7 separate regions of the Mus musculus genome follow, and all the other regions are linked to region 4. A link is a contact called in public Hi-C, HiChIP or PLAC-seq and promoter capture Hi-C data. All regions are on one chromosome and are shown on one strand. Each heading gives the region's core, a stretch centred on a gene start, on an enhancer-like site or on the middle of the called end of the contact. The rest is flanking DNA. Distances are from core to core; before and after follow the strand shown.

What was found. Promoter capture Hi-C pulls out the DNA fragments that hold promoters and counts their contacts. Hi-C and Micro-C count contacts between places; a contact is called where the count stands out from the background. HiChIP or PLAC-seq counts read pairs in DNA pulled down with a chosen protein or histone mark.
Region 1: a contact with region 4 is called in a promoter capture Hi-C map of pre-B cells. The contact joins the promoter of Gtf2ird2 here to the promoter of Lat2 in region 4. A contact is called at or near these places in 18 of 39 promoter capture datasets (3T3-L1-derived adipocytes, the C10 cell line, the HPC-7 cell line and 11 more), 1 of 15 datasets of contacts at CTCF or cohesin (large pre-B cells), 7 of 484 Hi-C or Micro-C datasets (B cells, LSK cells, bone marrow-derived macrophages and 3 more), 19 of 115 datasets of contacts at active chromatin or transcription factors (the 230-238 cell line, T-cell acute lymphoblastic leukemia, bone marrow-derived macrophages and 9 more) and 4 of 9 other capture datasets (adipose tissue, embryonic stem cells, liver and 1 more).
Region 2: a contact with region 4 is called in a Hi-C map of liver, with 2.2 times the contacts expected there. The contact joins the enhancer-like site here to the promoter of Lat2 in region 4. A contact is called at or near these places in 2 of 39 promoter capture datasets (cranial neural crest and maxillary cranial neural crest), 2 of 484 Hi-C or Micro-C datasets (embryonic stem cells and liver) and 2 of 9 other capture datasets (liver and pancreatic islet).
Region 3: a contact with region 4 is called in a FOXA1 HiChIP or PLAC-seq map of pancreatic cancer cells. The contact joins the promoter of Stx1a here to the promoter of Lat2 in region 4. A contact is called at or near these places in 1 of 115 datasets of contacts at active chromatin or transcription factors (pancreatic cancer cells) and 2 of 9 other capture datasets (adipose tissue and pancreatic islet).
Region 5: a Hi-C map of B cells shows a contact between it and region 4, with 13 read pairs. The contact joins the promoter of Ncf1 here to the promoter of Lat2 in region 4. A contact is called at or near these places in 6 of 39 promoter capture datasets (the C10 cell line, cranial neural crest, hematopoietic stem and progenitor cells and 3 more), 2 of 484 Hi-C or Micro-C datasets (B cells and megakaryocyte progenitors), 3 of 115 datasets of contacts at active chromatin or transcription factors (bone marrow-derived dendritic cells, cardiomyocytes and microglia) and 2 of 9 other capture datasets (adipose tissue and liver).
Region 6: an H3K4me3 HiChIP or PLAC-seq map of bone marrow-derived macrophages shows a contact between it and region 4, with 4 times the contacts expected there. The contact joins the promoter of Dnajc30 here to the promoter of Lat2 in region 4. A contact is called at or near these places in 3 of 115 datasets of contacts at active chromatin or transcription factors (bone marrow-derived macrophages, effector CD8 T cells and pancreatic cancer cells) and 2 of 9 other capture datasets (embryonic stem cells and pancreatic islet).
Region 7: a contact with region 4 is called in a FOXA1 HiChIP or PLAC-seq map of pancreatic cancer cells. The contact joins the promoter of Wbscr25 here to the promoter of Lat2 in region 4. A contact is called at or near these places in 1 of 39 promoter capture datasets (hippocampal neurons), 1 of 115 datasets of contacts at active chromatin or transcription factors (pancreatic cancer cells) and 2 of 9 other capture datasets (adipose tissue and liver).

Annotation. Positions count from the first base shown.
Region 1 is chr5:134,182,666-134,185,365 of GRCm38.p6, forward strand. Gtf2ird2 (GTF2I repeat domain containing 2) reads left to right here and starts at 1,373. Exons shown (of 16, transcript NM_053266.1): 1 at 1,373-1,593.
Region 2 is chr5:134,287,057-134,289,756 of GRCm38.p6, forward strand. It overlaps Gtf2i (general transcription factor II I), which reads right to left. Exons shown (of 34, transcript NM_010365.4): 4 at 2,231-2,365. Among named protein-coding and RNA genes, the nearest start is that of Gtf2i, 26 kb to the right of the region's middle. Within about 2 kb of position 1,260, at least 1 of the 459 cell types and tissues checked has an H3K27ac peak or open chromatin away from gene starts, as enhancers often do. A contact at or near this core is called in liver, where this site is marked.
Region 3 is chr5:135,022,223-135,024,922 of GRCm38.p6, forward strand. Stx1a (syntaxin 1A (brain)) reads left to right here and starts at 1,260. Exons shown (of 10, transcript NM_016801.4): 1 at 1,260-1,388. The coding sequence starts at 1,359.
Region 4 is chr5:134,613,693-134,616,392 of GRCm38.p6, forward strand. Lat2 (linker for activation of T cells family, member 2) reads right to left here and starts at 1,333. Exons shown (of 13, transcript NM_020044.3): 1 at 1,197-1,333.
Region 5 is chr5:134,228,289-134,230,988 of GRCm38.p6, forward strand. Ncf1 (neutrophil cytosolic factor 1) reads right to left here and starts at 1,337. Exons shown (of 11, transcript NM_010876.4): 1 at 1,208-1,337. The coding sequence starts at 1,279.
Region 6 is chr5:135,062,765-135,065,464 of GRCm38.p6, forward strand. Dnajc30 (DnaJ heat shock protein family (Hsp40) member C30) reads left to right here and starts at 1,442. Exons shown (of 1, transcript NM_025362.3): 1 at 1,442-2,601. The coding sequence starts at 1,487. The coding sequence ends at 2,146. It overlaps Bud23 (BUD23, rRNA methyltransferase and ribosome maturation factor), which reads right to left and starts at 2,195. Exons shown (of 13, transcript NM_025375.4): 1 at 1,760-2,195; 2 at 1,250-1,411; 3 at 1,120-1,157. The coding sequence starts at 1,297.
Region 7 is chr5:135,000,053-135,002,752 of GRCm38.p6, forward strand. It overlaps Wbscr25 (Williams Beuren syndrome chromosome region 25 (human)), which reads right to left and starts at 1,298. Exons shown (of 5, transcript NR_026907.1): 1 at 18-1,298.

The DNA of each region.
Region 1 (2,700 bases), core at 123-2,622, 430 kb before region 4:
CCCTGCCTTTGCCTCCAGAGTGCTGGGATTAATGGCCTGTACTACCACCCAACACGGAAATGTTATTTAATAATCCTAAAACTAAGTAAGTCAAGGACTGAGGGCAGACAGCAGAGCTTGGAGACAGAAAGTAGGAAACGTCATGGCAATCTGAGAGTGGGAAGAAAGGAGATTGAGTGGGAGCCAGAACAGCCACCAAGCACTGTGCCCTAAAAGGCCACATTGCAAGGGTGAGTGACCTGATTTTGACAAGTAGCCAGAGCAAGAGATTTTCAGGCTGGACGAACACCATAGGATCTAGCAATCAGTGACCCACTTGTGACCTGGGAGGAAAGGATTTATTGGAGCCAGCTCAAGAACACGAGCAAATACAAACTATGTCGGAAGCTACACAGCCTTTCCTGATATGAACAAAGTGTTCTCATTTTATTTTGGGACAGGATCTTATATGTAGTCATGGCTGGCCTCAAACTCAGAGAGATTTGCCTATTTCTTCCTTGTGAATGCTAGTATTAATGGCATGTACACCAAGCAACAAATCTTTAAAAGTATTTTTTAAATATTTTATTTTTTTTAAGCGGGTGTGGGTGCATACAGAGGCCAAAGGATTCCAATCCTTTGGAAATGCGAGTTACAGGCACGTGTGCTGTGCTTGACACAGACACTGGTCTTCTGAAAGCACACTTATCAGCTCTTAACAGCTGAGCCACTGCTCCAACCCCCTTTCCAGTATATTTTAAAGCAAACAAACAAATAAAACTGGAACCCTTGTAAAGTGGGGCTGGAGGGATGGCTCCGTGGTTAAGAACACTTGATCAGTTCCCGCATCCATACCGTCTGAAACTCCTGGTCCAGGGGATACTGTGACCTCTTCTGGCCTCCCCGTGGTGCATATAAACAGGGTGGCAAAATACTTACAACAGATGGTGCTTTACGAATAGCTCCCGAGACATGCAGCCACGCAAACACAAGAACATAGAACTGACACAGGCACAAAAATTAGTTTTAAAGGAAATGCAATGTCCTAAAAGGTAGGTGGTGTGATGGCGCACGCCTTTAATCCCAGCACTCGGGAAGCAGAGGCAGTGGACTCTGAGTCCGAGGCCAGCCTGGTCTACAACGCAGGCTAGCCAGGGCTACAAGAAAAACTCTGTCGCGGGGGGTGGGGGGAGTGGGTGCCTGAGTAACACGTGGGGTGACCTCTCCGCTTCCACGTGCACGCACAACCACATTTTAAAATATCTCTATCTATCCAGAACGGCCATGCACATCCAGGGAAGGCGCGAAGCCACGTGCACGCCACGCAGCCCGGCCGGCGGCCTCGCGGAAGCCGTCCTGCAGCGCACCGGAAGTGGCCGTCCCCACCGGGGGTGCTTCGGCCACGCGCGGGAAGCCGACCTTCCTTCCAGGAAGCAAACAAAGACAAAAAATAAAATAAAAAAGAGGGAGAAAAAATAATAAAAACGAAAAACAGGAAGGGAGCGGAGAGGAGGCGCCCGCGGCCCCCGAGCTGCGGTCGCCGGCGCAGAGCCGCTGCGCACGCGCAAGCCAGGCTCCAGACCCCCGGCGCGGCCCGCAAAGCAGGGCCCTCAGGTGCGTATCCCGCCGCCGCTTCCCTCACAACTTCCGCTTCCGGGAGTCCCCGCCGGGGCAGAGCGATCTCTCGGGGTGCGTGGCGGGACCTTCGGGCGCCCGGTGGTCAGCGCCGACCCCCATTTTCCCTACCGCGATCGGGCCGTGAAGAGTGGGGGGCGGGGCGGGGAAGACGTGGGGTTAGGCGACTTTCGCACGCCAGGCGCGCACCAAAATCTCGCTTTCGATTGGTTGTGACGGGGCGAGGAGGCGGGGAAAGCTGCGCCCGGTGCGTGCCGAGGTCACGCGCCACCTGACGTACCTGCGCTGTGTTTAGAAACCCTTGATTGGTTAGGGGAAGGGGCGGGGCCATCGCGGTTGCCTAGCAACGGCGCTCTGGCTCCACCTTCGGCGGCTGGCTTTGCTTGTTGGCTCCAGGATTATGGGGGCGTTTGGTGTTTGTGGCAGCCAGTGGTTTAGGTCGATGAAGAGAACGGAAGAAAGGGCCCAGCCTCCAAAATGTGGCTTGTGTCTGGTCTGGTTGAGAGTACAAGGTGGCCTATGGCCATAACAACTAGTACAACAATCAAAAAAAAAATTTTTTTTTCCAGACAGGGTTTCTCTGTGTAGCCCTGGCTGTCCTGGAACTCACTCTGTAGACCAGGCTGGCCTCAAACTCAGAAATCCGCCTGCCTCTGCCTCCCAAGTGTTGGGATTGAAGGTGTGCGCCACCATCGCCTGGCTCAAAAAAATTTTAATTTATTTTAAAACGTTTAAAATGTTTAGTAACTTTAAAATTTAAAGTAAATTTTTACAAATTAAAATTCACTATAGTAATGTATTTAACCTATTGCACCCAAAACATTATTCTAGAATGTACTTATTTCAGCACAGAGAACCAGAATGAGCCGGCAACGGTGGCCTTCAAATGGATCTGAGAGTTCAAGGACTGCCTATATATAGCAAGTTCCAGGCCTGCTGGGGCTACACAGTGGGACCTTGTCACTAAATAAATTATAGCCGCTTTATTGAGATACAGGAAAACTCATCCTTTAAAATACAATGCAAGTCAGAAAAAGAATTCCTTCCAAAGTAAAATAAAAACAAAATAACAGAACTCAAGCCTAG
Region 2 (2,700 bases), core at 10-2,509, 330 kb before region 4:
ATAGAATTAGCATGACCCACGCGTGCTCACACTGAAAACTGAATCCCCGAAGCTGGGGGAAGACTCCAACTCTGTCTGTAAGGCCATTGTAATTTAATGAGGATTCGATTTTAGGTCTCCCACATCCACATAAACTTCGGGGCAGTGTAGACTCGTAACTATAATCCCACTGTTGAGAAAAAAAAATCCTAGGGTTCCCTGGCTACCCAGCCTAGCCAATCAGTGGGCTCCAGGGTCAGAAAGACCTGTTTCAAAAAGTGAGAAGGGGATGTGGGGATGGGCTCAGTGGCTAAGAGCACTGCTTTTCCAGAGGACCTGTGTTGGATTCCTAGCACCCACACTGCAGCTCACCACCATCTGTAAGGTGTGTTCCAAGGGATCCAGCATGCTCTGCTGGCCTCCACAAACAACAGGCACACACATGGTACGCAGGCAAATATGCAGGCAAAACAAGTCATACAAATAAAATTCCTTTAAAATTTTAATTTAAAAAAAATCAGTAAGGGAAAGCTGACAAGATAGCGAAGCAGGTGAGAGGGGCTTGCTGCCAGGCCTAAGGACCTGAGTTCAATTCCCAGAACCCACATAGTAGAAATAGATAACCAACTTCTGCAAGTTGTCCAACCTCTATCTTCACATATAACACTGTGGGATGCATGGATACAGGCACACGAGATGTGTACAATCACAATAAGTACATATAAATAAATAAGGTAGAGAGCAATTCCAAAGACACATGAACTCCAAATGCACACAGCAGGTACAGTACACACACACACACACACACACACACACACGCGCGTGCGCCTGCACCAGACTTACATACTAACTTAACCAACCTATCAAGATCTTATCACAAGCAGATCGTGGTGGCAGATCGTGGTGATGTGGACTACCTTTAGTCCCAGCACTCAGGAGGCAGAGGCAGGCAGATCTCTGAGTTGGAGGCCAGCCTGGTCTACAAAATGAGGTCCAGGACAGCCAGGGCTACATAGTGAGGCCCTGTCTGGAAAAACAAAAACAACAACAAAATAAAAAGAGCTTACTGAAGCATTCTGACTGTTGTCATAATATCTGACTTCAACATTATCTTAACATAGTATTTCAAATAACACTTTAAACATTAACATTTGATTCCCACATCAGCTAATTCCTGAACCTGGAATCTGTCCAAAGGGTCAAATACAAAGTACACAACAGACCTCAGTCTAGCCAGCATGGTGTATCTAGAAGGCCAGCTAAGTGGGAGGCTGGGCCAGGAGGATCAGAGAAAGTTCAAAGCCTGCCTGAGGATTAGCGAGACCCTCTCTTACGATAACAACGGGCTGAGGAGGGGGTGCACTTCAGTTGTCAAGCCACTTCTTAGTGGGTTCCTGGGTTATAATGATGATCTCTTATATCAATATAATTTGTATATTTATTTGTTTTATATATATAATTACAAAGGGTGCTCTGTTGTACCCTACGACAGGACTAAAGCAGACCTACAGTGGAGACCTGAGGATAAGCATCAACGGCAAACCAGTAACTCTTAGGCCAGCGGAATGGCTCAAAGGGTAAAGGCCCTGGCCAGGAAAGCCTTGTTGCCTGAGTTTGAATCCAGAACTCACTTAAAGTAGGAGAGCAGACTCCATGGAGCTGTCCTCTGACCTCCCCAGGCATGCACACTAACTCCCTCCCACCCACCATACACACACACACACACACACACACACACACACACACACACACGCTAGAATTTGTTGTTGTTTTTCTTATCTTCTGAGATAAGCTCTTACTATGCAGACCAGATTGGCCTGAAACTCAGAGAGATCTACTCACATGCCACCATACCTACCCACTAATGGTAACAATAATTAATTAAGTTAATTAATTACATTGTACTTATTTCTGAGTTCTTTGACTTAATTCCTTAAATTTACAAATTTACCTATTCAATTTGTAAAACAGTATGACTGTCAAATCATTTATAAAATCTATACATTTAGGAAACATACAATGACCAGGGCCTGCCCAGTGGGAGAGACTCTGTTCACAGAACAACCAGTTCAATTCCCAGAACCCACACAAGCAGGAAGGTGACCCAACTCCACAAAGTTCTCCTGACCTTCACACAAAAGCTCTCGAGTCTACAAATACATACGTGTATTCATACAAACACAATTTTGTAGAGAAGAAAATGCCAGTTTATAAGGTATTTTTCTCCAATTTTAAAGTGCTGTGTTTTTACCATAGCAAAAACAGAAATAGTCCTCCACCGTTTTTCTGAGTGTTTCAATTTCTACAGCATCCACACTCATCCGATTGGCCTGGGTGGTAGATTTCATCTTATGCATCTCGGCGGCCTTTTCTTCTTCTTCAACACCTGTAAAACAGTTAGTGAGACCAAGGCTAAGATCCGCCACCCACCGTGCTTCTCTGTTGCTACAATAAACACCTTTATGGCAGGAGAGAATGTACTGGCTCTGGTGACCGACAGCCCATCCCCAAGGCAGGCCACAGCAGAGACCATGGAGGAGCAGGGCTTACCCACAGTGGGCTGAGCCCTCCCATATTAAGCATCCATCAAGAAAATGCCCCACAGACATGGCCACAGGCCATCTGCTGGGGGCAATTATGCAGTGGAGGGTCCTTCTTCCTAGAGAGCTGGCTGGTCAGTACCAAGATGGCACAAACGAGCCAACCAGCACCATTTACTGC
Region 3 (2,700 bases), core at 10-2,509, 410 kb after region 4:
CGGCAGGCTCTTCACGTTGCTCTACAGGGACCAGCATACCGTTCACGTTGCTCTGCAGGGACCACTGAGATCTTTCCACTGGGCCTAGGTTTGAACAGCCTACAGCTTCCACACAGGAAATAAGACGTCAGGCCTGGCATTTGAACTCCGGGCTGGAGGCATGGAGGGGTGGGGGTGGCAAGCTTTTTTTTTTTTTCCTTTTAAATATCTTAAACATTTCATTTATTTGTTTGTGTATGTATGTATGTATGTATGTATGTATGTATGTATGTATGTATGTATTGTGTGTAAAGAGAAAGGCAGTCAAATTGAATCGAACAGGTGAGCTGAGAAACTCTGGGGAGAGTAAAGAGGCAGCAACCCGGTCTGGAGACAGGGGGGTGCTCAGAAAGGTGGGAAGGTTTAGAATTGACCACTACAGAGAGGGCTTTATTTTACTTTATATTCACTTGGCCATGTGCCTCCTGCCTCCATCGTGTGGTTGCATATATGTGAAGCACGGAGCTCACTCATGTGGCGGTCAGAGGACAATTTACAGAATCCAATGCTCTTCTTCAGTCACGTGGGGCCCAGGGCTAGAACTCCAATCGTTTGTTTGTTTGTTTGTTTGTTATTTTTCAAGACAGAGTTTCTCTGCGTACCTTTGGCTGTCCTGGAACTTGCTCTGTAGGTCAGGCTGGCCTTGAACTCAGAGATCTGCCTACTAGGATTAAAGACATGTGCTATCATCACCCCGCTGGAACTCAGATCTTTAAGCTTAGTGGCAAGCATCTTTACCTGTTCAGCCATCTCAGGACAGGATGGGTGGTTGGAGGGGGTTGCCGGGGGTCGGTTCAAGAAGGGATTTTCAAACCTGGCATTGAGGCTCATGTCTGCAAAACCTGTACTCCTGTGGCTGAGGTAGGAGCAGGTGTTCAAGGCTAGCCTGGGCTACACAGTGAGACTATCATTGAACAAAGTGGAAAGGGTTCCACTCCAGCAAATCCAGGGGAAAGGAAGGACTCTAAGAGTCAGAATCCAGGGTCTATCTAGATAATGGGTGGCTGAGCAGAGGTGGGGGCTGGGGCAGAGAAGGGCCAAGGAGTTGGAGCTGCATCTAGACAGAGATCACTAGTTGACGAGGGGAGGAACCAGGTCCCGAGGGCTGGGTTTGTACCCCTTTGCGCTCCCCGTAGGCGGAGCCCTGGGCGGGATATATCCGGGCGTGGAAGCATGATGGGCGTGGCCAGCTGGGGTTGGGCTTGGGGGTCCCAGGGACTGGGGCGGGGCGCGGGCTGGCGCTGCGCAGCCGCGGGGCGGCATCCGCGCATGCGGGACTTACTCGGTTGCAGCCGGCGCCTACTGCCACTCCCGGGAGCATGAAGGACCGAACCCAGGAGCTCCGCACGGTGAGTCCGATCCTCGTGCGCCGCTCACCCGGCGTCTTGTAATTCTCCACTTTGTTCCGGCATGCCACCGAGGCACCTACAAGGGGACGGAGGGAGCCTTGCAAAGCTGAGGGACCCTCGAACCCCCATGGGAGTCCCACCCCTCCGATCTACTTCTGGTCACGGACTCGAGCCCTTCAGCACCGGGACTGATGGCTAGAACCTGGGGTTTTGAGGAACTTTTCAGGGCGTTCCTGTTTGGGGCGATTTGGAGGGCTGTTAAGGGGTTTCGGTGGCGGGATGCAAAATCGTGACCGTTCTTCGCCCGCTTGTCACCGTCCTTGCACTGTCCCCTGGAGGCTGAACCTCTCGTTTCCTTCCCACCCCCCTGCCCAGAGTTCCCCTCCCAACCCCATCCTTGGGCGCGCTGCGGAAACGAGGCCGCCGGGTGGGGGTGGCCTCTGCGGGAGCCGTCTCTTGGGGCTCCCCATCACCTGTGGCTCCCATCACCTGTGGCTCCCGATCCACCCTGGTCGCTTTAGGGATACCCGGCTTGCTCTGGATTAAAGGACTCAACCATATCTACCCTTGGTCCACCTTTGGGCTTCCAGGCAACCCAGGCTGTCATTTCCCAGACCCTTCCCGGATTGCCAGGTCTAACTGCGACCTGGATCTATTTTCCTACCTGTGTGAGAGAGGCCTCTGGGGTGTGGCTCTTAGGGCGGGGTTTCGAGATGAGTAGAAGGCAGTAGAAAGGTTCTAAGTCAGAGCCCATGATCCTTCAATCATGAGACCCCACTTTTAACACAGGGGAGTGCCCTTCTCTGGCCTCAGACCCTAGAGGGACAGAAATTAAGCTCTCCCGTGAGAGGGTTAAATAAGGGCGCCACATCAGATTGTCATATCTGATTCCTCAGCAAACCCCACCCGTTGATTTCTGGGTGTCCCCCCAAGCTGGGTGGCGTCCTAGATCCCTCTCATCTTGTGCCCCACTTACAGCCCTTCATAGAAAGTTTTGTTTTGGGGCTTTTGACCTAATGGCTGTGATTTCTGCCTAGCTTCTCCATCTGTGCCTGGATCCCTCTACCATAATACCAGCCATATCTATGCTCTCCAGTCTAGCCTTCATCCTGTTCCTGACCTGCAAGCGACCCCCACATGCCTTCAGACCTGTATTATTCCTGGCTGGATGCCCAGTGCCTCATCTATTTCAAAGGAAACAGACAGCCTTTCAAGTCATATATAGTGTTTAAACACTTCCCCACCCGCCCCTTGTCGTTGCCCTCAAGTTTCCGGTGTTTTTATGTTTTACGGTTTTTTGTTTTTTTTTTTT
Region 4 (2,700 bases), core at 83-2,582:
GTGCCACAAAGAAACACTGGAAAAGATGGAAACCCAGAGCAGGCCCGGTGAATTCCCTCTATCCTATCTGATGCTCTCTACCCTGAGAGTAGAGGCAGAGGGTGAGGGGAACAGAGGGTAGGGCTGCAGGAGGAATGGCCCAGCAGTCTCAGAAGGCCCCAAGGGGCCAGGCAGGGCTAGCTGTGGGTGTGTGGGGGACCGCCACAGCTCTGTGGCTCCGTGGGCCAAAATAGCTCAAAGGGAAGTGGGCAGTTTTCATATGAGCAAGGCTTGCTTCTGAGGACTGCATCGGAGCTTCTAACCTCAGTGGCCCTTCGTGAGTGATCACTGCGGCAGCTCGTTCTTCGGGGTAAAAAGGCCATGAGGGTCTGTTGGATGAAGTACATGACCCGTCTCACACCAGGGATGGCTTTATTCATGGGGTGCTACTCTGAGGCCTGCAGGCTTAGCTGAATAACATTTCTGTGGTTTGAGCCTTTGCGGCAGGGCCTCACAATGGAGTACTGCCTGGCCTTGAACTTAGGGTCTCCCCACCTCAGCATTCCTAATGCCCTGATGGAGGAGTGTACAGTACCCAGTCTGACCAAATAACTTGGGCCTTCAAATGAGGCGGAGAGAAGACCCTGAAGACACCTACTGGAGGCCAGCGGGCGACTGTTCACGTACATATGTGAGTATGTCTATGTACAGAGGTCTGGCAGGCCTTGTCCCTGGTCAATCTGGGCCACCTGTTCAAAGCCGGAACCAAGGAGCCCACCAACGTTACAAGGATTATCTGTCAGAAAGTACAAGCTGGCTCAGGCCTGGATGGACTTCTGGGGATAGCAACTTCCTCCTGGCTGGAACAGGGCTTGGGCACAGTTCCCCAAAGCATCCAAGTTCCATACACAGGCCTGTGGCATTAGCCAACCCTCAACGGGCGGGAGAATCTCACATCTCTGGCTCTTAGCTGGCCCTCTCCAGTCACTGGTAGTGACAGAACCACCCTAGGGGCTTCTTGGGGGGTCTCAGAGGCTAGGGGTTTGGGAAGCCAATGATAGATAAGTGGGTGCCTGGAGCCCTGCATAGGCTTTCCTTAAGGGCCACAGCACTAGGCCAGGGTGGGAGGTATCAGGTATCTCGGCTTCCGCTCCGTCTATCCCTAAGGGTCTTGTGGGGTGTAGCACAACAGGGGAGCACCCCTGGGAAAGGCTTACCTGAGGGTGAGGGCTCCTCACCATGGCCCCTTCATCTTGTGCCGCACACCTGCCCAAGCTGATGCCAACACCACTGACTCTGGTGAGCAGTGGGCAAGGCAGTTGGCTTCCTGTCACTACTGAATCATCTCCTCTACATCCGCCTCGGCCAGACTACTAGGGTGGTTAATGACAAAGTGGGTGGAGCAGAGACAGAAAAAGATGCAGAGATACAAAGCGAAGTTAAAGCTGGGCATGGTGGTGTGTGCTGTTAAATGCCTGCACTTGGGAAGCAGAAGCAGGCAGAGCTCTGAGTTTGAGGCCAGCCTGGTCTATATAAGCTAGGACAGCTACAGTGAGACCCTGTCTCAAAAAAGACTCCCTGGGTAATGGCACGTTCCACCAAGCTGGACAACTTGGAACCAGAGGAACCAGGGTTCCTATCACCAGGAACCATGAAGTGAGTGTCTAGTTGTCCTCTGATGCATATGTACATACACACAGGCTTATGTGCAGTGTGCATGTGCACACACATGCACATGTATGTGCACACACTCCTGGGGGTGGAGAGGCAATAAAAAAGAAAACAGACATAGGGAAAATGGGAAGTGAGAGATGGGCACAGGCACGGGCAGACTGAAAGCCAAGCACACACAGTACATGCCCACCACAGAGCAAGGTCACATGGAGGAGGGAGGGCTACAGTGATCGACGGGTAGAGAGTCAACCCCAGAGTTCACATGGACACAGACATGGAGAGGACGGAGTTTCGAGGGACATGTACACACTCACGCACGTGCCACAGTCAGACACCAGAGATGGGGACACACACACACAGATGCACAGGTCAGGAGAGGACCAGAAAGACAGAGAGGCAGATATGTAGACGCTGACAACCACAGGTAAGAGGAAGCTAGAATCCTTCCAGCATCCACAGGCATCTGAGAATGGGGATCAGAGAGAGAGATTAGGGCAGTGGAATCCCATAGAACAAATACTAACCGGCAGATAAAAGAGATAAGGGACAGAGGATACAGGGAGAAAGACGGGAATAAAGATGGCAGATGGAACAAAGGACCACTGTGCCAGAGACAGCTGGATAGACAAGCTGCCTCTGTGTGTGGGTGGTGGTAGTGGGTGAATGTAGAGGCCAGAAGTCAGTCTTGGTGTCTTCCACATTTTAGTTTCTTTGAGACCGAGTTTCTGTGTAGCCCTGGCTGTCTTGAGACTCACTCTGTAGAGCAGGCTGGCCTTGAACTCAGATTTATGCAGACTGTGTCATCTACTTTTTAAAAACCAAATTGTCAGCCGGGCGTGGTGGCGCACGCCTTTAATCCCAGCACTCGGGAGGCAGAGGCAAGTGGATTTCTGAGTTAGAGGCCACTATGGTGAGTTCCAGGACAGCTAGGACTATACAGAGAAACCCTGTCTCGAAAAACCAATCCAAACCAACCAAACAAAAAAACCCAAATTGTCTTTATTACATCTATTTCTTTGTACGTTAGTTCTTTTTTGTTTGTTTTGA
Region 5 (2,700 bases), core at 87-2,586, 390 kb before region 4:
GTGAGACTCTGTCTAAAAATACCCCTGTGATTGTCTCCAGGGGAGGGATGGAGGACATGAAGGAAACACCCAGGGTGACCGCTGTCCCCTCTTCTGGTGTGGCTTTTGGTTGTGGAATGATTCAGAACATTTATATTTAGAGAGGGAGGGAGGAGGGAGGGGAGACTTAGCTCTTAACTGCTGAGGGTCCCAGGTAAACAGCTTACAAGTGCTGGGCGGCACCATCTCTGGCCTGCCTTGGGCCGAGCAGACCCAGTGATAGAGTCTAGATATATGGGCAGATATTCCTCGACCTCATCTCCCCAGGGCAAACGGGAGACATCGTCCCCTACTAGGGATCCAAACTCAGTAACCAATATCATAGAAGAGGAGAGAAAAAAAAGCCACAGTTTCCAGGCCTCGCAGGCTGCCATGCAGGGCCACTCCTGGAGCTGACTAGACAGGGAGGTTTCCTGGTAGGAATGAGCCTTGGTCCTAGGCACTGGACAGAGGGTAAGGTTGAGCTCTGGCATGCTTGGGGGCTCAGTGTGAAGACAGAGAGGGAGGCAGCTGGGACGGTGCACAGGGGTATCTGCTCACCATGGCAGGGTCCTTTGTGAACACCCAAGAGAAGCCTGAAGCCCAAGGATAAGAAAGCCCTGTGCCTGAGAGGTCCCCACGGAGGTATATCTTCCCCTGGTCCCCCTCCCCCTCACATCCTTCCCTTGGTCCCCCTCCCCCTCATAGCCTCCCCTGGACCCCTCCTCCCATATCCTTCCCCTGTTCTCCCTCCCCCCATATCCTTCCCTGGTCCCCCTCCCTCTCACATCCTTCCCTTGGTCCCCCTCCCCCTCATAGCCTCCCCTGGACCCCTCCTCCCCATATCCTTCCCCTGTTCTCCCTCCCCCCATATCCTCCCCTGGTCCCCCCTCCCTCTCACATCCTTCCCCTGGTCTCCCTCTCTCCATATCCTTCCCCTGTTCTCCCTCCCCCCATATCCTCCCCTGATCCCCCTCCCTCTCACATCCTTCCCTTGGTCCCCCTCCCCCTCATATCCTCCCCTGGACCCCTCCCCCCATATCCTCCCCTGGTCCCCCTTCCCCTCACATCCTTCCCTGGTCTCCCTTCCTCTCATCTCCTTCCCTGGTCCAGGTGGTTTTTGGGTAGCAGCAGAGTGATAGCACTGTCCCCACTATGCGCTCCTGCAGGGCACTCTTAGGCTACTCACATAGTGCTGGCTGGGGATGAAGCGCTTCTCGAAGCCCAGCAGGGCAATATGGCGAATGAAGGTGTCCCCCATGGCTGGGCCGTGACAGGGACACTTCTCTCTATAGCCTGGGCTGGGCCTTAAATACACTAAAAAGAAGAAGTGGTTTCTGCTGCTTGTGGGGTAAGGGCGGGGAAGGCCCAGGAGGCTCTTAGACTTAGTCTTTCACTTTCTGAGAATTTTTGAGCTTCAACAGAGTGGTGGGGCAGCCAGGGGCCCTGAAGCACAGAAACCTGTTCTACCGACACCATGGCCCAACCCAGGCACTGGGGCCTCTCTACAGTTCTGAACCACCCCCAACAAACATGGGGCTGGAGAGCTGGTGCAGTGCTTAAGAGCACTGACTGCTCTTCCAGAGGTTCTCAGTTCAATTCCCAGCAATCACATGGTGGCTCACAACCATCTGTAATGGGATCTGATGCCCTCTTCTGGTGTTGTCTGAAGACAGCTACAGCATGCTCAGATTAATAAAATAAATAAATAAATCTTAAAAAAAAAAAAGCTGGGTGTGGTGGCAGGCAGAGGCCGGCAGATTTCTGAGTTCGAGGCCAGCCTGGTCTACAAAGTGAGTTCCAGGACAGCCAGGGCTATACAGAGAAACCCTATCTCAGGAAAAAAAAAAAAGCCTGTGACCCCAGCCCTTGGGAGGTAGAGGCAGGAGAATCAAGGGTTCAAGGCCAGCTTCAGCTATATAATGAGTTTGAAGATAGCCTGGCCTACGTGAGATTGACTTTAGAAGTCCTGTCTTTACAGGACCAGGACTGGACATGGCTCCGCAGATAAAGTCCTTGGCATACAAGCCTGAGGACCTGAGTTCTATCTCTAGAACCTACATTAAAGAAAAGTTTAGGGCCAGCGAGATGGCTCAGTGGGTAAGAGCACTGTCTGCTCTTCTTCTGAAGGTCCTGAGTTCAAATCCCAGCAACCACATGGTGGCTCACAACCATCTGCAATGTATAATAATAAATAAATCTTTGGGCGGAGAAAGCAGGGACTGATGGAGAGAGAAGAGTTATCTGAAGTGAGAGGGTCCGACCTGAGCAAGGGGAGGTCCTAAATTCAATTCCCAACAACCACATGAAGGCTCACAACCATCTGTACAGCTACAGTGTACTCATATACATAAAATAAATACATAAATCTTTTTAAAAAGCCAGGTGTGGTGGCACACACCTTTAATCCCAGCACTTGGGAGGCAGAGGCAGGTGGATTTCTAAGTTCGAGGCCAGCCTGGTCTACAAAGTGAGTTCCAGGACAGTCAGAGCTATACAGAGAAACCCTGTCTCGAAAAACCATTTAAAAAAAAAACTTTTTTAAAAAAATAAAGAAAAGCTCAGAATCCTCTGTGTGTGTGTGTTTGTGTGTGTGTGTAGATGCAGTTATAGGCAGTTGTGAAATAGCAGACATTGATGTTTGGTACTGAAGTTAGATCCCTCTGCAAGAGAGAGAAGCAG
Region 6 (2,700 bases), core at 192-2,691, 450 kb after region 4:
GCTGTGCATGTCTGGAATCCCCATATGCAGACGGCAGAAGGCCAGCCTTATATGATAATGTGGCCATATCTCAAAAAAATTAGCAAAATAAACTATAATCAACTTACTTAACTCTAGAGTTACTAAAGAATGACTTTTAGGCCAATATACTCAAAATGACATTTCAGTACATAATCAGTATAAAATTGTGAATGTGTTGTGTGTGTGTGTGTGTGTTGTGTGTATGTGTGCTCATTTCTTCACATTAGGCCATTTTGACTTACAGTTTTAATAGCTAGCTACTGACTGCCATACTGAACAGAGAATGGCCACACCTGGTCTTCCCAAAAATCAAGGTAAACAGCCCCACAGAAGAGTGTTCCATACAGCCATACGTGCGGGACCATGTCTGCAATTTTACCACTAGTAAGGTAGAGACAAGAGGGTCTGGAATTCAATCACCTCCACTACATAGCAAGTTCAAGAATACTCTGGGCAATATGAGACCAGGTTTCAAACAAACAAACAAAACCAAATAAGCTACCATGTAGAGGATTCAGATATTATTTATGTCAATGGTTGACATGACAACTCAGTGCAATCATGCATTTAAATAAAGATCACAATAAACCCACAATGAGTATGTCCTCTCTCTAATAGTACTGATTCCTTCCGGGGGTGTAGCCTAATGGTAGAGTGCTTTTCAGAATCATCCAGTGAATGGCTAGGGGTGTGCCTCAAAAGTAAAATGTCTACTTAGAATCCCCAAGCGAGGGGCAGGAAGTATCGCTCAGTGACAGACCACTTATGCAGTATGACAGTACCTTATCATATCTTCTAACTATTGCTTACTTTACCACATATTTAAAACACATTGTCAAACGACCCAGGGTAAACTGGAGATGAATATACCCACACTGAGGTAGCAAGATCTTTCCAGGAGCTCAATGGCTTCAAGTTCCCTTTACCGGTGGCAGAACTGCATGTACGCAGACCCACACACACACACACACACACACACACACACACACACTCACACACACTCCCAAATTCTACATGCTTTCCAAGGGACGCCCATAATCGGGGCGACTCGCCGATCCCGACCCCCGCGATGCCGCTCAACAGCCATGCTCTCCTCACTTGCGAACGTATTTCCGGGCTTCATTCTGGTCATAAAACTGTTGAGAAGAGAAAAACACATGGGAGTTTTAAGGGAAGAATCCAAAAGCAGTCATTCTAGAAAAAGACCAAGACCTGGCGGGGCTCTCACCAGCTCCGGCGGTCCGCTGTGTTCGGGTCTCCGGCTACGAGATGCCATCTCGATGGTATGGCAACGCTGGGACCGGCGAGCACTAGCGCGACGCTTTGACGTCATCAATCTGCGCCCGCCTCAGGCGGACCTTTTCCCCCGCCTTTCCTTTTATTTGATTGGCTAGAAGGTGGGGACGCCGCTCAGGATTCGAGGCCTCCATTGGCTGCCTCGGCGCCGCCCCCTCCCAGCCACAACATGGCGGCCGCGCGCTGCCTGGGGTGGACCCTGTCACCGCTATGGAGATGGTGGCAGGTCCGGGGGTTGCCTCCGAGTTCCGCCACGGGTTTGTGCTCGCGAGGGAGGACTTACTCCCGCACCGCCCTCTATGAGCTGCTGGGCGTCCCCTCCACGGCCACGCAAGCACAGATCAAAGCGGCGTACTACCGGCAGAGCTTCCTCTACCATCCGGATCGCAACCCCGGGAGCGCCGAGGCCGCCGAGCGCTTCACGCGCGTCTCCGAAGCTTACCTGGTCTTGGGCAGCACCATCCTCCGGCGCAAGTATGACCGAGGTTTGCTCAGCGACCAGGACCTGCGCGGACCTGGCGTCAAGCCCTCTAAGACGCCCGTGGCCGATCCCGCTCCTCCTCGCCCTCCTCCCTACACCCCTCGGGCTCCCGGTGGCTCTAGGGCTTCTCCCGGCGACGGTCGCACCATGTTCGACTTTGACGCCTTCTACCAGGCGCACTACGGAGAGCAGCTAGAGAGAGAACGGCGTTTGCGCGCCCGGAGGGAAGCCCTTCGCAAAAAGCAGGAGAACCAGGCCAACAAGGGGACCAGCTGGGACGATACACGAGACGCCACTTTCTTTGTCGTCCTTTTCCTTATCTTCGTCTTTGTTGGCTTTCGTATTTAATCGGAGAAAAGGAGGGGAAGGGATCCAGCCCAAGCAACCTTCCTTTCTAGACCTTTGAACCATTGGTCTGCGATTGACTTGACTTCCTCTAGTGGTGTTCTCTTGACCCTCCTCACACCCTCCAGCCTGGCCAGTGATCAACACATCCCTCTCCTTTGGTCCAGAAAAAGACGCTTTTCAGTGGCCAAGAAAGAGGCCCCCGGATAAAGATTCCTGTGAAGACCAGAAATTTAAGTGCTTTCCAGAGTCCCCTGGGTGCCTGTTCATTTCTAGAAGTTACCTTCAGTTGCCAACTCCCAGAACACTTGCTGCGGTTTTAACCAGAAGCCCTGAGCAAGATTTGCCCTGTCCCCTGCCACATGTCTGTATAATAGGTGGTGTTTCCCCTGTAACTGCTGAACTGTGCAATACGACTGGTTGTCCGATGCCAAAAAGATTTAATTCTTGGGGACTCGAGTGAAATTTGTTTTTCTGTGTTACCCCAAGCCACAGGTGAGACTTGATCAAAGATCCAGCAGACGCTGGGGATGTAGCTCTGTGAGAGAATGCTAGCA
Region 7 (2,700 bases), core at 48-2,547, 390 kb after region 4:
AGTCAAATCCTTCTCACCTCAGCCTCCAGGTCTTTCACTCAACCGTCTCTTTCAGATATGCCATCTTAGAAGATCCAGGATTGGGTCCGCTTCTATGCTTTGAAGTTTTGTTTTTTTTTTTTTTTTTTTTTTTTTAAGTATTGGTATTTGCTCCATCTGGAGCAGAACTGGCAAGGATTCTTGCACCTCGGACCTTTGCATACAGTAGATCCTCAATTAACAAAGGCTCGAGCTTGCAGGCAGAGAAGATAGGATTATAACCTTCAGAAAGGCTTTTCCCAAGCAGAGCAGATTGCTACTACCTTAAAGCAAGTGTAGACGCAGCGTGGACTTGGCTGGTTGTGTCTGGTGCGCCGTGCCAGCTGCGCTGTGCCTGTTGAGTGGTGCCGGGTGTGCTGTGGCTTGTGTGTTGTGCCTGGTGTGTTGTGTTTGGTGTCCTGTGCCTTGTGTGGCAAGCCTGGCATTCTGTGCCTGGCATGCTGTGGCTTGTGTGTTGTGCCTGGTGTGTTGTGTTTGGTGTCCTGTGCCTTGTGTGGCAAGCTTGGCATGCTGTGCCTGGCTTGATGTGCCTGGTGTGCTGTGCTTGAAGTGCTGGGCCTGCTATGGTGTCTCTGGTTTGCTGTGCCTGAGGTGCTGTGCCTGGCATGGTGTGACTGGCGTGGTGTGGCTGGTGTGGTTTGCCTGGTGTGGTGTCTCTGGCGTGCTTCGCCTGGCTTGGATTGCCTGGTATGCTGTGCCTGGTACGGTTTGCCTGGCTTGGTGTGTCCGGTGTGTTGTGCCTGGTGTGTTGTGCTGGGCGTGATGTGCCGGGTGTGCTGTGACTGGCGTGATGTAGTTGACAAGCTGTGACTACCGTGCTGAGCCTGGCGTGGTTTGGCTGCTGTACCGCGCCTGCGGTAGTGTGCCTGGCCCGCTGTGGCTGATGAGCTGTGCCTGGCCTGGAATGGCTGGCGTGTCATGGCTGCCTCCTTCCTTTGAAGTTGTTTCCTTTTGTTCCTCATCTGTTTTTTTTGTAGAATTTTTTTGAGGGGTAATAGTATGTCTTCCATCTGGAGTTGTTGCGCCTGGGGTGCCATGCCTGCCAATGTATACGGAAAGCATCAACAGATTAATCCGCTTAGGTTCAAAATTTGGGAAGACACCAGGCAGATGGAGAAACAGGACTTCAGGTGGCAAGGTGGGAAGCCACACTGGGGGGGCCCCTGGGAGGCTGAGCCCCAGCGGGAACCTCCAGGGGCCCTCGGGAATCTCCTAAACAAGCTACAATCCAGCTGATGCCCCTGCCACACCCGGACCAGCAGGCAGGAATTTGCCCCTGTGACCTCCCCAGGCACACTCCTGTCACCATGGCGACCGGCTTAGGGAACAAGCGGCCTGATTGTCCCTGCCCAGCAGGGCAGGTGAAACCCTGGCCACGTGACCGATACTGAGCCAGGTGCGGTTAGGAAGACACTCGCTGCCTCCAGCCTTAACCCGTTCGACTCCCGGTCGCCGCCAGGGTGCAGTGTCTCTACCTCCCAGCCTGCCATGCACACGCATACCACACACACACACACACACACACACACACACACCACACTTCTTTGGGTCTAGAGGGCCCTAAATGAAATCTGGGAAGGAATCCAACCTGAGCCACACTAGTGACTGGAGCTGGGTAACTTCCGCCTTTCTCCATTTCTTTGTTTCCTTCAGTGTAAAATAAGAATGGACTGAGAGAGATGGTTCAGCGGATGCCTTGAATTCGGTCCTTGGGACCTACACGGAAGGAGAGAACTGATCCCCACTTGTCCTCTGACTCCACACTGCCGGCTACACATATACAGACACACAATAAGTCAAAATATTTTTAAAAAGAAAGAAAAGAAAAGAAAAGAAAAGAAAAGAAAAAAGAAGGAAGGAAGGAAGGAAGGAAGGAAGGAAGGAAGGAAGGAAGAAAGAAAGAAAGAAAGAAAGAAAGAAAGAAAGAAAGAAAGAAAGAAAGAAAGAAAGAAAGAAAAAGGAAATAAGGATTAGGCTCATCTCAGTATAATCCCGGGGTCTAGGAGCTCTGGCTCAGTAGCCCATCTGAGTTGCGAAGCCAACCAATGCAAACTCCCTGGTTTGGCCCACAAGCTGGGAAAGGGTGGGCAGCTCTGGAATGACCTTTCCCCAACATGCCACCCCCAGAGTCCTGCCACGGAGCTTGACCCCCTTCTTTGCCCCGCCCACAACTTTCTCTGGAATGTTCACTTGGGACCTTCAAACCAACAGGTTTTTCAGCTTGCCAGGCTCAGCCTTGAGCGAGCCATGTGACCACAATGCTTTGAGGGCCAGGACTATGTATGTCCTCAACGCCACTCCTGACACCAGATCTGGGCTATTTGGCTTTTGGGCATGTGGTCAAAGGTCGTGTGCCAGGCTGGGGTGAGCTGGCTAGACAGAAGGTTGACTGGTCAGAAACTCTTTAACAACACTACCTTTTCCCAACAGAACTATGAACCCTTTCACTCTGTGGACTGGTGAGATGGCTCAGTGGATAAAGGCACTTGCTGCCAAGTTTATTGATGTGAGTTCAATTCCTGGAACCCACATAGAGACAGAGAACAGACTCCCTCAAGTTGTCTTCTGACCTCTACATGCATGCTGTGACACCTGTACAACCACACAAATGGACAGACACAGAGGACACACACAGGAGGGGGAGAGAAATACAGAGATACA